Linked DNA regions of Mus musculus: regions 1 and 2 are each linked to region 3. The links are chromatin contacts, called in public Hi-C maps. All regions are on one chromosome and are shown on one strand. Each heading gives the region's core, a stretch centred on a gene start, on an enhancer-like site or on the middle of the called end of the contact. The rest is flanking DNA. Distances are from core to core; before and after follow the strand shown. Region 1 has its middle 3.6 kb from the start of Gm35719. Region 2 has its middle 20 kb from the start of Gm40005. Region 3 holds the start of Cbln4 (cerebellin 4 precursor protein).

What was found. A called contact is a pair of places that touch in the nucleus more often than the background predicts.
Region 1: a Hi-C map of cerebral cortex shows a contact between it and region 3, with 2.9 times the contacts expected there. The contact joins the enhancer-like site here to the promoter of Cbln4 in region 3. A contact is called at or near these places in 2 of 39 promoter capture datasets (embryonic stem cells and second pharyngeal arch cranial neural crest), 2 of 484 Hi-C or Micro-C datasets (cerebral cortex and embryonic fibroblasts), 1 of 115 datasets of contacts at active chromatin or transcription factors (embryonic stem cells) and 2 of 9 other capture datasets (adipose tissue and embryonic stem cells).
Region 2: a contact with region 3 is called in a Hi-C map of cerebellum, with 1.9 times the contacts expected there. The contact joins the enhancer-like site here to the promoter of Cbln4 in region 3. A contact is called at or near these places in 5 of 484 Hi-C or Micro-C datasets (cerebellum, cerebral cortex, cortical neurons and 1 more) and 4 of 9 other capture datasets (adipose tissue, embryonic stem cells, liver and 1 more).

The regions. Positions count from the first base shown.
Region 1 is chr2:172,158,007-172,162,002 of GRCm38.p6, reverse strand. No RefSeq gene overlaps it. Among named protein-coding and RNA genes, the nearest start is that of Gm35719, 3.6 kb to the right of the region's middle. Within about 2 kb of position 1,967, at least 3 of the 459 cell types and tissues checked have an H3K27ac peak or open chromatin away from gene starts, as enhancers often do. A contact at or near this core is called in cerebral cortex, where this site is marked.
Region 2 is chr2:171,940,547-171,944,492 of GRCm38.p6, reverse strand. No RefSeq gene overlaps it. Among named protein-coding and RNA genes, the nearest start is that of Gm40005, 20 kb to the left of the region's middle. Within about 2 kb of position 1,617, at least 10 of the 459 cell types and tissues checked have an H3K27ac peak or open chromatin away from gene starts, as enhancers often do. A contact at or near this core is called in cerebellum, where this site is marked.
Region 3 is chr2:172,042,036-172,045,987 of GRCm38.p6, reverse strand. It overlaps Cbln4 (cerebellin 4 precursor protein), which reads left to right and starts at 2,522. Exons shown (of 3, transcript NM_175631.3): 1 at 2,522-3,952. The coding sequence starts at 3,690.

The sequences.
Region 1 (3,996 bases), core at 718-3,217, 120 kb before region 3:
ACGTGAACGATCATTCGCTATTCATCCTATTTCCTGTTTATGGCAAGTTTTTCTAAAATAGAAATAGCATCTATTGTGAAAATATCCCGTACTCACAGACTTTATGAAACTACAGAAGGCATCTTTAATTATCACCCAGAGATGACCTCAGTGAGCGTCTTATGCTCCCGTTCCCATCTCTGTGGATCTATCTGAGTCAGCACTGCTCTGGCTCCTTTCTGTTGCTGTTTGGGGAAGGAAAGGGTTTACACAGCTTACACTTCTAGGTCACAGTTCATCACTGATGGGAGTCAGGGCAGGAACTTAAGTTAGAATTTTATGATTAGAGACCATAAAGGGATATGGCTTCCCATCTTTGTCTCTAGACTATGTTCAGCTGGATTCTTATATAATCCAGGTTTAGCTGACTAGGGATGGCACCGCCCACAGTGGGTCATAGTGGCCCACTAGTCAGAACACGCTGACTCACTCCTACAGTATTCACTGTCATCTACTCTTTCAAGATGCCTCCTCACTCAGCATTTAGGATCTGGGTTCTAGGATCATCCATTTCAAAGAAACTGCCACTTTAGTAGTTGAATCTGTAAAAACCCACAGTTACACACTGCTGGCAGAATGTGCCGCTCTTACGCTAGCTCATCCAGAGGCACCAGGAGGGCCCTGCTGTATGAATGAAAGTTGGTGCAAGCTGTGCAGGACACTGTGTGCTCGGTTTGGGGATCTTGTCCACTCTGGTTCATGGAGGATTCTGAGGAGTTGGATGTGAGCACTGGGTGCTTTCCCTTGATGTGGGTCAGCGTGTCTGATGTCACGTTCCCCCACCTGCACTTCATTTTCTTATTATCTGCCACGAACCCCAGTGTAAAATAGTCAGGCTTGTAGGTAACAGATTCTGAGACTGCTAGTGCTCTTGAATTGTCCCCTTCAACCTACCCTTTGCATAGCTTGGCACACATTAAATAAATAAGCTGTAATTAATATACATTTGACTCTTTGCACTAGGTGTCGTTCCTTCTAAATTGGAATACCTACCCAGAGCTTTTTTTTTTAATATTAAGCCAAAGGGATATTTCCATCATATATATATATATATATATATATATATATATATATATATATGGAAAGGATATATATATATAATGCATGCATACACATAAACATATATATCTTGGTATTCTTACATCTTATAATAAACTATTTCTTTTCTTTTGGTGTATTGGTCTCAGAGCTTCTTGAATGCTAGGCAAGAGTGCTAATGTTAAGGCATACCCCCCACTCCCACCTCCCCTAGGCTGTAAATTATACTTTGGCTAGGGAAGTGGCATTGTTCCAGGCCCCTTAAGAGTCAGAAGACGGGGGCTGGGAAGGATGGCTCCGGTAGTTAAGTTGCTTGCTGCTGTGCCCAGGAGAAGTTTGCAATCTCAGCATATCTAGAGTTTGAAGACACAGTCTCTGGAGCAATGCGTCCCAACGTCCTTTGTAAGTTACAAATATCTGCGTGGTGATTTGAATGTAAAGTGTCCCCCACAGTCTCATGGGTCTGAACACTTGATTCCTAGCTGTTTGGGACACTTATGGGATCATTTAGGAGGTAGAATTTTGCTGGCGGAAATGGGTCACTGTGGGCGGGCCTTGAGTTTTGTAGCCTGGCCACACTTCCTGTTCATTTCCTGCTTCCGGACTATGGGTGCAGCGTGACCAGCTGCCTCCCCTCCTGCAGCCGCGCTTCCTCGTTATCACGGGCTATATTTATTCCCTTGAACTGTACCTGAGGATAAACCTTTCCTTAAATGGCTTCTTGTTGGGCACTAGGCGGCCGCAACGAGAAAAGTAACAAAAATAATGCGTCTCTCAACGTATGTAATGTCGTTGCTGTGGAAACACTTCTGAAATAAGATCCAGGGATGCTTCATTCAGTGACTCCCACATCTTCCTGTGAGTGGAAGGGGATTGTGCATCTCATGTGGTCTCTCAGAATGGAAACATCTACTCTATGCGTATGACGTGTCTCCAGTCCGGTGTGTACCGGGCTACACTTTAAGATGCTCATGCAATTGAGGAGACAGAAGGAAGTGCAACAGCGAACCCGGGGCTCGGAGACTAACCACAGTGCCCAGGGTTTCATGGCTTACTGGAAGAGGAGGACATCTGCTCCTGTGGGAATCTGACACCCCTGCTCAACAGTTGCTTCTTTGGGACACTGGGGTTGGGAAGAATTTTATTCCCAGAAGCCAGACAATCAGAGTGGCAGTCGGATAATTAACTTGTCTCCCCTGGAGGAGCTTTGTTCATGAGATGGTCTTCAAATGGGGCATGAAAAGGCGCTTGGTAAATTGCAAAAGGAAATAACACTTCAAAATGAAAAATGGATGCACATTTATCAACTAAGGGTAGCAGAAGAGCAGGCACCGTCCATTTGGGGCCATCGCTGAACTCTACTACAGGGACTTAGACCCACAATGAATGCCTTCGCCTTCCTCGAGTATAATCTGCTAAAGCGGATGCTGTTTCCTGATCTTGTGTTACCTACACCCAGACAGGCTGCTTCTGTGTTTTCTTATTTATTTGTTTCTGGCTACAGTTTTAATAATGGTGAAATACACTAGGGTGCCCTAGCAGGCATTTCCAATGTGCAGTGACAAGCTTCGAAAACAATTTCTTTCAGATCTATTTGAACACAAAATCCATTTAAAACTCATATTCATATATATATATATATATATATATATATATATATATACATACACACATACATATACATGCACACACGCGTGTGTGCATGTGTGTTGTATATGTGCATGGGCACATGCATGCCACAGCACATGTATGGAGGTCAGAGGACAATTTATGGGAGCCGGTCCTCTCTCCCTACCATGTTGTTTCTGTGGGTGGTATGAAGGCAGTCAGGTGGGCAGAAAGCACCTTTACCACCTGAGCCATCTTGCCTTCCCTGCAAAAAATAATTTTACCCCCAAAAGAATGATCATCAAATAGAGGTTTGTTTCTCAACAGTTGAGCCACACAGAGGCAGGGTATGTTATGACATTAGCCTTTGTAGGCACAGGATCATGAAACAGAAGTAGTGTTCCTGGTGGACAAATGACAAGAGGCTTATAGGGACCATGGGAATCCAGGACGAAGTAAACAGAGTGATATCTTCTCATGTGTCTGGGGCCGTCGACTGAAAGGAGTGCAGAATACATTTCTGTGTGTGCAACTGTGTGCTCATTGCTGTGTGTGCAACTGTGTGCTCATTGCTGTGTGTGCAACTGTGTGCTCATTGCTGTGTGCTCAACTGTGTGCTCATTGCTGTGTGTGAAACTGTGTGCTCATTGCTGTGTGTGCAACTGTGTGCTCACTGCTGTGTGTGCAACTGTGTGCCCATTGCTGTGTGTGCAACTGTGTGCTCATTGCTGTGTATGCAACTGTGTGTTCATTGCTGTGTGTGAAACTGTGTGTGCTCATTGCTGTGTATTCAACTGTGTGCTCATTGCTGTGTGTGAAACTGTGTGCCCATTGCTGTGTGTGCAACTGTGTGCTCACTGCTGTGTGTGCAACTGTGTGCCCATTGCTGTGTGTGCAACTGTGTGCTCATTGCTGTGTATGCAACTGTGTGTTCATTGCTGTGTGTGAAACTGTGTGTGCTCATTGCTGTGTATTCAACTGTGTGCTTATTGCTGTGTGTGCAACCATGGCCATGTATCCCAGATCAGTCTCACTGATGAGGTGGAAGACGAGTTGTATTTTTGAATATTTATGAAGGTTTTTGAGAGTGGGTGTTACATAGCCCAGACTGGCCTCAAAATAAGTATGTAGACAAGGAAAACCTGAACTTCTGATCCTCCTGCCTCCGTCTCTCCACCACTGAGATTATAGGGACACTGTCCCCAGACCTGGCTTACACAGTGCTGGGCTTTAACTCCAGGGCCTCAAGTAGGAAAGGTACCGGTAGGATCACTGCCAACCTTATTACACCTTGTCGAAAATGGCATTGAG
Region 2 (3,946 bases), core at 368-2,867, 100 kb after region 3:
AGGTAATTGTTCCTATACACTAATTGAGGCTATGTGACTTTCCTCAGGTAGAGGTGAGTGGGGAGTGGGGGCCTTAGAGTTCCCCAGACAAGGTCAGAGAAGGAGAAAACCTGCTAAAGAAGGGAGTCTCCATACTGAGCCAAGCCCAGAGACTACCCAGTCATGGTGGACTTTGAGTTTTCCCATGGTTCTTGACTATGAACTTGAGGCTATCCTGGGCTACACAAAGCCTCATCTTAAAGACAAAAATCTTTGAAGTAGTTTCCTGTGCTGCCTTTTTGGAATGGTAGTGTGCTTCTCCTTGGAGTGGCTGCACATTAATAGATAAGTCTGCCAGTCACAGAGTGTAAAGACCAGCCTGTGGTCAGCTCTCAGGGAACCACTGTTTCTTTACTGCGTGTGAATTTGCCTGTGGACCTCATTATTTGTGAATAATTTCCTCCTTGCTAATTTTCTCTATTTGTATTTATCCAAGCTGTCAGACATGCATGCACAAATACTGGCCCATCTTCCCCCAAAATAAAACATGAGAAAAATATATGCCCGCTGTAACTCAAGTGTCCCAGGGCTGTGCTGACACACAGTTTTACAGTTACAACTTCTCTTTTTAAAGTTTCGTTGTAATTTTACGCATATGGGTGTTTGCCCACATGCATGTCTATGCCACATGCACATCTTCCGAGGCCCTTGGAACTGGCGTTATAGATGGTTGTTAGCCATCACGTGGATGCTAGGAACCAAATCTGAGTCTTTTGGTACAGTACCCAGTGCTCTTAACGTCTGAGGAGCAAAGCCAGCCCTGAGATCCAAAATCTTAAAATTCCCAATCCAACATAGCAAACCAGTGCCCCAATTTGTTCTGCCTTTCAGGTACATAGAAGATGACCCTGATTGAGAAATCACTTATCACAGTGACAAATGAAGACTGTCAATCAGTTTCTCGAGCCAGCCAGTTACTGGATAAACAAAGAAACCAACAACAACAACAACAACAACAACAACAAAAACACAGAACAGCACAAGTCTTTAGGCAGCCCAGCCTGAGGCACCAGCTCAGATTGCTGGGAGTGGGGAAAGCAGGGACTGGAATGACTGTCCCTTTGGGAATCTTTATTCTCTAGTCAGGTGACATGTTTATGGGAGAATCATGTGTGCGGACCAAAAGTCCAATGTCCTAACAGTCAGCTCCAAGCCATGGCCAAGGTCTTTGAAATGCATATTTTCTCCCAGATTGGTAATTGTGTGTGTCATTCCTGCTGAGAGGCCAACAGGCAGGCTTCTCTGGCTGGTACTTCGGGAGAGAAACCTCTAAGGGGCCTCAGGGTGGGAGAAAACACTTCCAGGGTCTAGGATAAATGAAGCTATTCCTTCACCTTGGATGCTAGACCACAGCAGTGCCTCAGGCACCTCTTAGCAGATGTGTGTCCTTTGGAGAGACCTCAGAGTGGCCCTAGGTACGAGGCTGTTTCTTTTCTATAAAGGCTTCCAACAGAGCTGGGTGGCCTTGACTTGAATTACAATTCTGCATGAGTTCCTCGCCTGGCTTCGGATGCTCCAAGCGGATCTTCTGATGTGTGTGCATTTTCCCGGCTTGGATGTTTTGCTGGCAAATTGCACTGTTGGCAGTGGGCACCGTGCCGGCTTCAGCAGAGCTGGCAGGGAACAGGGTAATGTGCTCAGCACCCACAGAGCCCAAAGTCACTTGAAAGAGACAATGGTGATCTGTAGATACCGTTGGCAGGAAGATAAAAGGAACCTCAAGCTTCCATCTTGGCCACGTTGGTGAGGTTCTTGAAGCTGATTGTCTCAGCAAACATCTCACCCACTTCAGGCTTAAGGATGAAAATGGCTTTCCAAGCCAGGCAGACGATGATGAAAGACATGAATTACAAGGAGAGGAGGAATCGAAGACAGGTGCATGCCTTTGGAGTGACAGCGGCCTCTGCTCTGACCCCCTCACCCCAGAAACTCCCATGGTATGAACCAGAAGAGCTGCAGCCCCTGCTGGACAGAGGACAGTGCTGCTGGTAGGCAGAGCTTTTACAAGGACATCCCCATTTGTCAATCACACCAGCAAAGGGCACAGCACACTTGTCCTGAGCTTTTCCCTTCTCACAAACATGGGTTGTAACCAGGTGTGTGTGTGTGTGTGTGTGTGTGTGTGTGTGTGTGTGTGTGTGATCCCATCAAGCAGGAGCAGAGGCAGGAGGATCGCTGTGAGTTTAAGGCCAGCTTGAGCTACCTAGTGAGTTCTAGGCAGGGCTAAGCAGCGAGACTTTGCCTTAGAAACAAAGTAAGACCACAAATGCCATTCTCTCAAATGGGCAAGCGTGCTGGTTTTGTGTATTATGGTCCAGCTGTTGCTCCGTCTCCCAGAGGAAGAAGCTGTAGGTAGGCTAGTTAGTTTTTCCTTCCTGGTACCTATTGTTTTCCCTCAGCCACTCCTTCACTGGACTTAAAATTGCCTCAAAAGGAGAGAAAGGAGCTGGGGAAATGTTTGAGTGAGAAGTGTCTTCTGTAGGCTCAGGTATTTCAACCCTTTGTCCCCGGTTGGTGCCACCGTTAGGGAAAGGCTATGACACCTTTAGGACACAGAGCCTTTTTGGAGGAAGTACTCGACTTAAGGTAGGAGTTGAGAGTGTATAGCTTTGCAGTCCTTTCCAGTTCACCCCTCTCTGCTTCCTGTACGCTGTTAAGATGTAATCTCTCAGCTTCCTGCTCCAATCACCCACTGCTGGTGCTTCCAATCGTCTCGTGGATCCATACATCTGGAACCGCAAGCCGAAATAAACTCTTCTTATCTTTGATTTGCTTTGGTACAGTGTCATGTCACAGCGACAGAAAAGTAGCCAATCTGAGACGACTCCACTGGCGAGGTACTTACCAAGAAAGCATGGAGATCTGAGTTCAAATCCCAAAACTCACATAAAAACCCTGGCGTAGTGGCACATACTTTAAACCCAGGACAGGCAGAAGCAAGTAGGTTCCTGGGGCTCATTGGCCAGTAGCCTAGCCTAGTTAGTCAGTGATAGACCTGTCTCAAAAAAACAGGAAGATGGCCCCTGAGGAATGACCCCTGAGGTTGCCATCTGAGCCTCCTCATCCATGTGCATGATTCAACACACCCTTGACCTCTCCCCACAGAGACACTGTAGAAAGCTATAATTTGTCTTCATTCTGGATGACCAGTTTCAGTGTTTCTACTCTTCCCAAGCCAGCATAATAAGAGTAGACATATGTCTACTCATAATAAGAGTAGATATGTTCTGAGACATACATCCATGTGTAAGTAGAAGTTGTATGATTCTTAAGCTATCACAGCAAAATTTAATTGTGTAGTGACTTCGACTAGTGGGTCAGTCTTCAGTGACAGGGTCCATAGTGGGAGAGCCAGGAGATGAGATGATAAAGAATACCAAAAGCTGGGGTCTTACACAAGTTACGTTTTATGCCAAGCAAGCTTATTAAGAAGTACAGCGTCATATATAGTATTTCTAGGGGTGAAATGGGACAGAGTCAGCAGAAGCTCTCATGCAATGGGACAAAGTCAGCAGGAGGCTAATCAAGCAGTGTTGCATAAGGGGAACACAGGATATCTCAAGGGCATCAGAGACTGAACAAACATCGGTCTTGGGGCTGATAACTCCAGTCTCGTTATGGGGGTGTGGGAAGCCAAATCCCGGAACAGAAACCTTAACTCCTTTTGGCCCCAGCACTAGCCCCAGAATGGCCTTGCCAAGCCTGCCTCTGGGAAGAGACACAGAACCAGGTTCCTTTCGTCCTCCGAGAAAGCCTTGGATCAGCCTGACTCTCAATAGTGTTGAAGTATGGTGAGTGTGTGACTTGCTCAGAGTGGAACCATACCAGTGACTCTCACAGTTGATGTTGGCTATACAATTAAGTCCCTCTCCGCCGCTCCAGTTTTTAAATGCTTTGAAAAAATATT
Region 3 (3,952 bases), core at 1,273-3,772:
CAGCCTTGAAGCTCTCTCAGTTCTGTCTTCCGTAGGGGAGAAAGGTATAACTGATTGGCTCACAATGTCATATAACTTTTCCTAGCAGGTGACTGCAGGAAATGCCCCATCCCACACCTACAGGTCACCTTGAATAGCAAGACTTCTTTTAACAAGGAACCAAGACTTTCACCCAGATGACTGAAGCTTTGGATTTGTGTTTCATGGAAGAAGTTTCGCTCCAATTAGCTTGTACTAGAGGACAAATGGCTGATACGATGCAGTCTATTTAGAAGTGTTCAGTCGCTGTTCATTTAGCCCCTGGGTCTGTAATGCAGTCCCCCTGCTGGATTTGAGGCCTACAAAAATACTCCGTCGGTGACAGAAGAAAGAAATGTATTTAGCTAAGAGCTTCTTTGGAAAATAAATCCTAAGAGAAGAAAAGAATACAGAGAGAATATATCGGGGCTTGTGAGGAGAATAAAGGTTATCTATTTAACAGCTCTGTCAATTGAGTTCTTTCTCAAACTTCTCCCAGTTGAAAAACAAACAAACAAAACCCCAAGGCTTAGCTTGGATTCTTCATCTTGGCCAGAGGAGGCACTCTTACCCTTACAAGAGAAAAAGTCGAACCAAATTTCTTCTAGTGTCTGGTCTCAAACCCAGCCCTGGAGCCAGGGAGATGGCTCAGCCAATAAAAGCTCTTGCTCTGCAAGCACGAGGGTCTAGCAAATTCCCAGAACTCACATGAAAAGCCAAGTGTGGATGCACGTGCTTATGACACCAGCACCAGAGAAGGGGGAGACAGGAGGCTTGCTGAGGCTGGCTGACGGAGAGCCAGCTCCAAGGTCAGTGAGAGACCCTGTCCCAAGGGAGTAAGGTGTAAAACAATAGGCAATAGAGCAGGACCACGTGCACATACACGAGTGGACACACACACAACATGCACACACACATGCCCACACATACACATATGCACACACATGCATGTACACACACAATGGAACATGCACAGACATTCACATGTACACACATGCACACATATATACACATACATGCACACACATACACACATGCACACACATGCATGCACACACACAATAGAACATGCATAGACATATACATGTACACATACACACATGCACACACATACACACATGCACACACATGCATGCACACACACACAATAGAACATCCATAGACATATACATGTACACATACACACATGCACACACATGCATGCACACACAATAGAACATGCATAGACATATACATGTACACATACATACACACATACATATGTGCATATACATTTACACACACATACACATACATTTGCACACACATGCACACATATGTATACACACCCACACCCACACACACCACGGAAGTGCCACAGGCACTGCAATGACTAGTGATCAGTGTTTGAATAAGGACATCAGAAAAGGTCAGATGAGAAACTATATGAAGTTTACGGTGGTGTCAAGGTGGCACTCTCCTAAAGGCCTGGCAAGCTTTTCTGTTTTTTTTTTAGAGCTTCGATGAAAGATATGCAACATTGTTACAAATAGCATAGCCCCAGAGCCCCAGCAACTCACAAGCTGCACTGACTACCTCCCTCAACTGTGTTTCCAGACAGCACATCTTTATATCACTATAAGAAGTTGGGGCTAAGGATCAACCCTAGGGGCATCTTGTATCTTAATACTTGGAATTTCAGCATGAGCTTGCGGCACACATTCCCTTGGAGAACCTTAGGAGATCAGACTAAAGATGTAGGTCTGTCTGGATTCTGCAGAGGAAGAGCTCGAACGCCATTCCAAGAACGCACAGGACCATCTGGGAAGCTTAATCTGACCCAAGGACATGACTCAACCTCTAAACAATTTGCAACCAGTACGTACTAATCAGGAGGTCTGAGTGGCTGGTGGCTTCCACAGGGACGTTGTTTTGATTAGAGAATAGCTGCACTGTTCTCCTGCAGCTGAAGTCAAGAGAAGTCAACAAGGAATTTGGGAGTGTCCTGACCCCAAAGAATACTGAACCAGAAAGCCGGGGCCCTTAGTTTGGGTAGTATTGGCCACTCATTAAGGTCTTGGTCAGGTTCATGCAGCCAACTCCAAAGCCAAGCTCTGCTTCCCCGCTTCCCTTCCGTGGCTTCCGAAAAGGAAAATAAGTTGCCAGTCAGAGGCCAAGATGGCAGTGGAGTGCACAGGGGAGGAACATCAAAGAGGGAGAGGGTGCAGTACTCTCGGGGTGTGCATTTTAATTGTTACATTTAAGGGATACTGTTCACTATGATTGTTCCTGCCCCTGATTGGGATGGCTGCACAGCGTGAGAAGGCGAGCCCCAGTGGGTTCCGAGGCTCATCCTCTTGAGCAGAAGAAAAAAAAACAGGCGCCTCCTCCACACCCGCCCCGCCCAGGGCACAGAACTGCCCCCGGGCTTTTCTGGGCTCTCCAGGCTCGAGGGTTACGTGGGACAAGCTCCTGACCAGGCGCAGTTGGGGGACACTGGCTGGTCCTCTTAGCGTCAGATAGCAAACCGCGCAGATTCGCCGAGGTCCTTCCATCTCCACATCTGAGCTGGCAGCGCCACGTTCGGTTCAGAGAGTCTTGCGCAGGGCAGGGTGAGGGGACCCACAACTCCCTCTGCGGGTCCAGGTGGAGCTGGCGGCGAGCAGCCGCGGACCCCTGGCAGGTGCAGGCAGGTGAGCATCATCCTCTGGGTACACAAAGTGCGATTTCGGGGGGATCAAGTGACCTCAGACCTTGGCAGCCGGCAGCGCCGTGCGTCCCGCTCTGTCCGGGTGCGTTCAACGTCACACAGGCGCTGCTCCGCTGGGGTCAACGGACGCCTTTTCTGCTTTCCGGGGATCCACGGGATGAGCGGGCGAGCCAAAGCCATCTGCAGGCAGCACTCCTATAAATAGCGCGCGGGTGCCCTCTCGGCGCTGTCCCTCCGGCTGCACTGCACGCTGAGACACAAAGTTGTGCGCAGGGACGCGGGAACCCAGGGCAGTAGGCGCCCTGCACCTTAGAACTGCTTTTGGCGACGGGCACTCAGCTGCCGCCTACCTGCGTCGGAGTGACACCGGGCTTTGGGGGAATTTTTGACCAAGCGCAAGTGGAAGTCGCTAGCATCCTAGCCATGGACATAACCTGGCATTCTTCTCATCCCCGGAAACACCTCCTGCCTCTGTAATTTGTTCCTGCGCCAACCAGAGTCCCTCGGACAGGACCGACACCCGCACCGCTCGGCACTAGCCACCTTTGCTAGCGTTTACTCGCGGAGTCCCCTCTGTGTCTTCAGCTCTGTGCTTCACCAGGAGTGCTTGGGTTCGGGGTGAGAATTTATTTTGTTCTTTTGAGGTGTGACTGAGAGGGTCTGGAGACTTTTTAGATGTCAAGGGACAAGTGTGGGTGCCGTGGCCCCAGGCAAAACTGATTTGGGGGTGGAGGAGTTAGGGTAGGAGTTCTGCATGAGCTCCTTAAAGGACAAAGGTAACAGAGCCAGCCAGCCAGTTCGAAGGGAGACTTCAGTCCTGAGAATTGGTGGAAGTGCGCGCGCCGCTGCTGCCGCCGCCGCCGCTGTTCCTGCAGCGCTGTCGATCTAGCCACTGGCGTCTTCCCGAGCTCCCGGATCCCGGGGTAGCAGGCGCCGCCTGGGAGCAGAAGCGCCAGGCTGCCGCTTGCGCACGCGGCTCACCATGGGCTCCGCGCGCCGGGCGCTGTCCGTGGTACCAGCCGTTCTGCTGATTCTAGTGCTGCCTGTCTGGGCACAGAATGACACGGAACCGATCGTTCTGGAGGGCAAGTGTCTGGTGGTGTGCGACTCGAACCCAGCTACAGACTCCAAGGGATCATCATCTTCCCCTCTGGGGATATCGGTCCGGGCAGCAAACTCCAAGGTGGCTTTTTCGGCGGTTCGGAGCACCAACCACGAGCCATCTGAGATGAGCAACAAGACTCG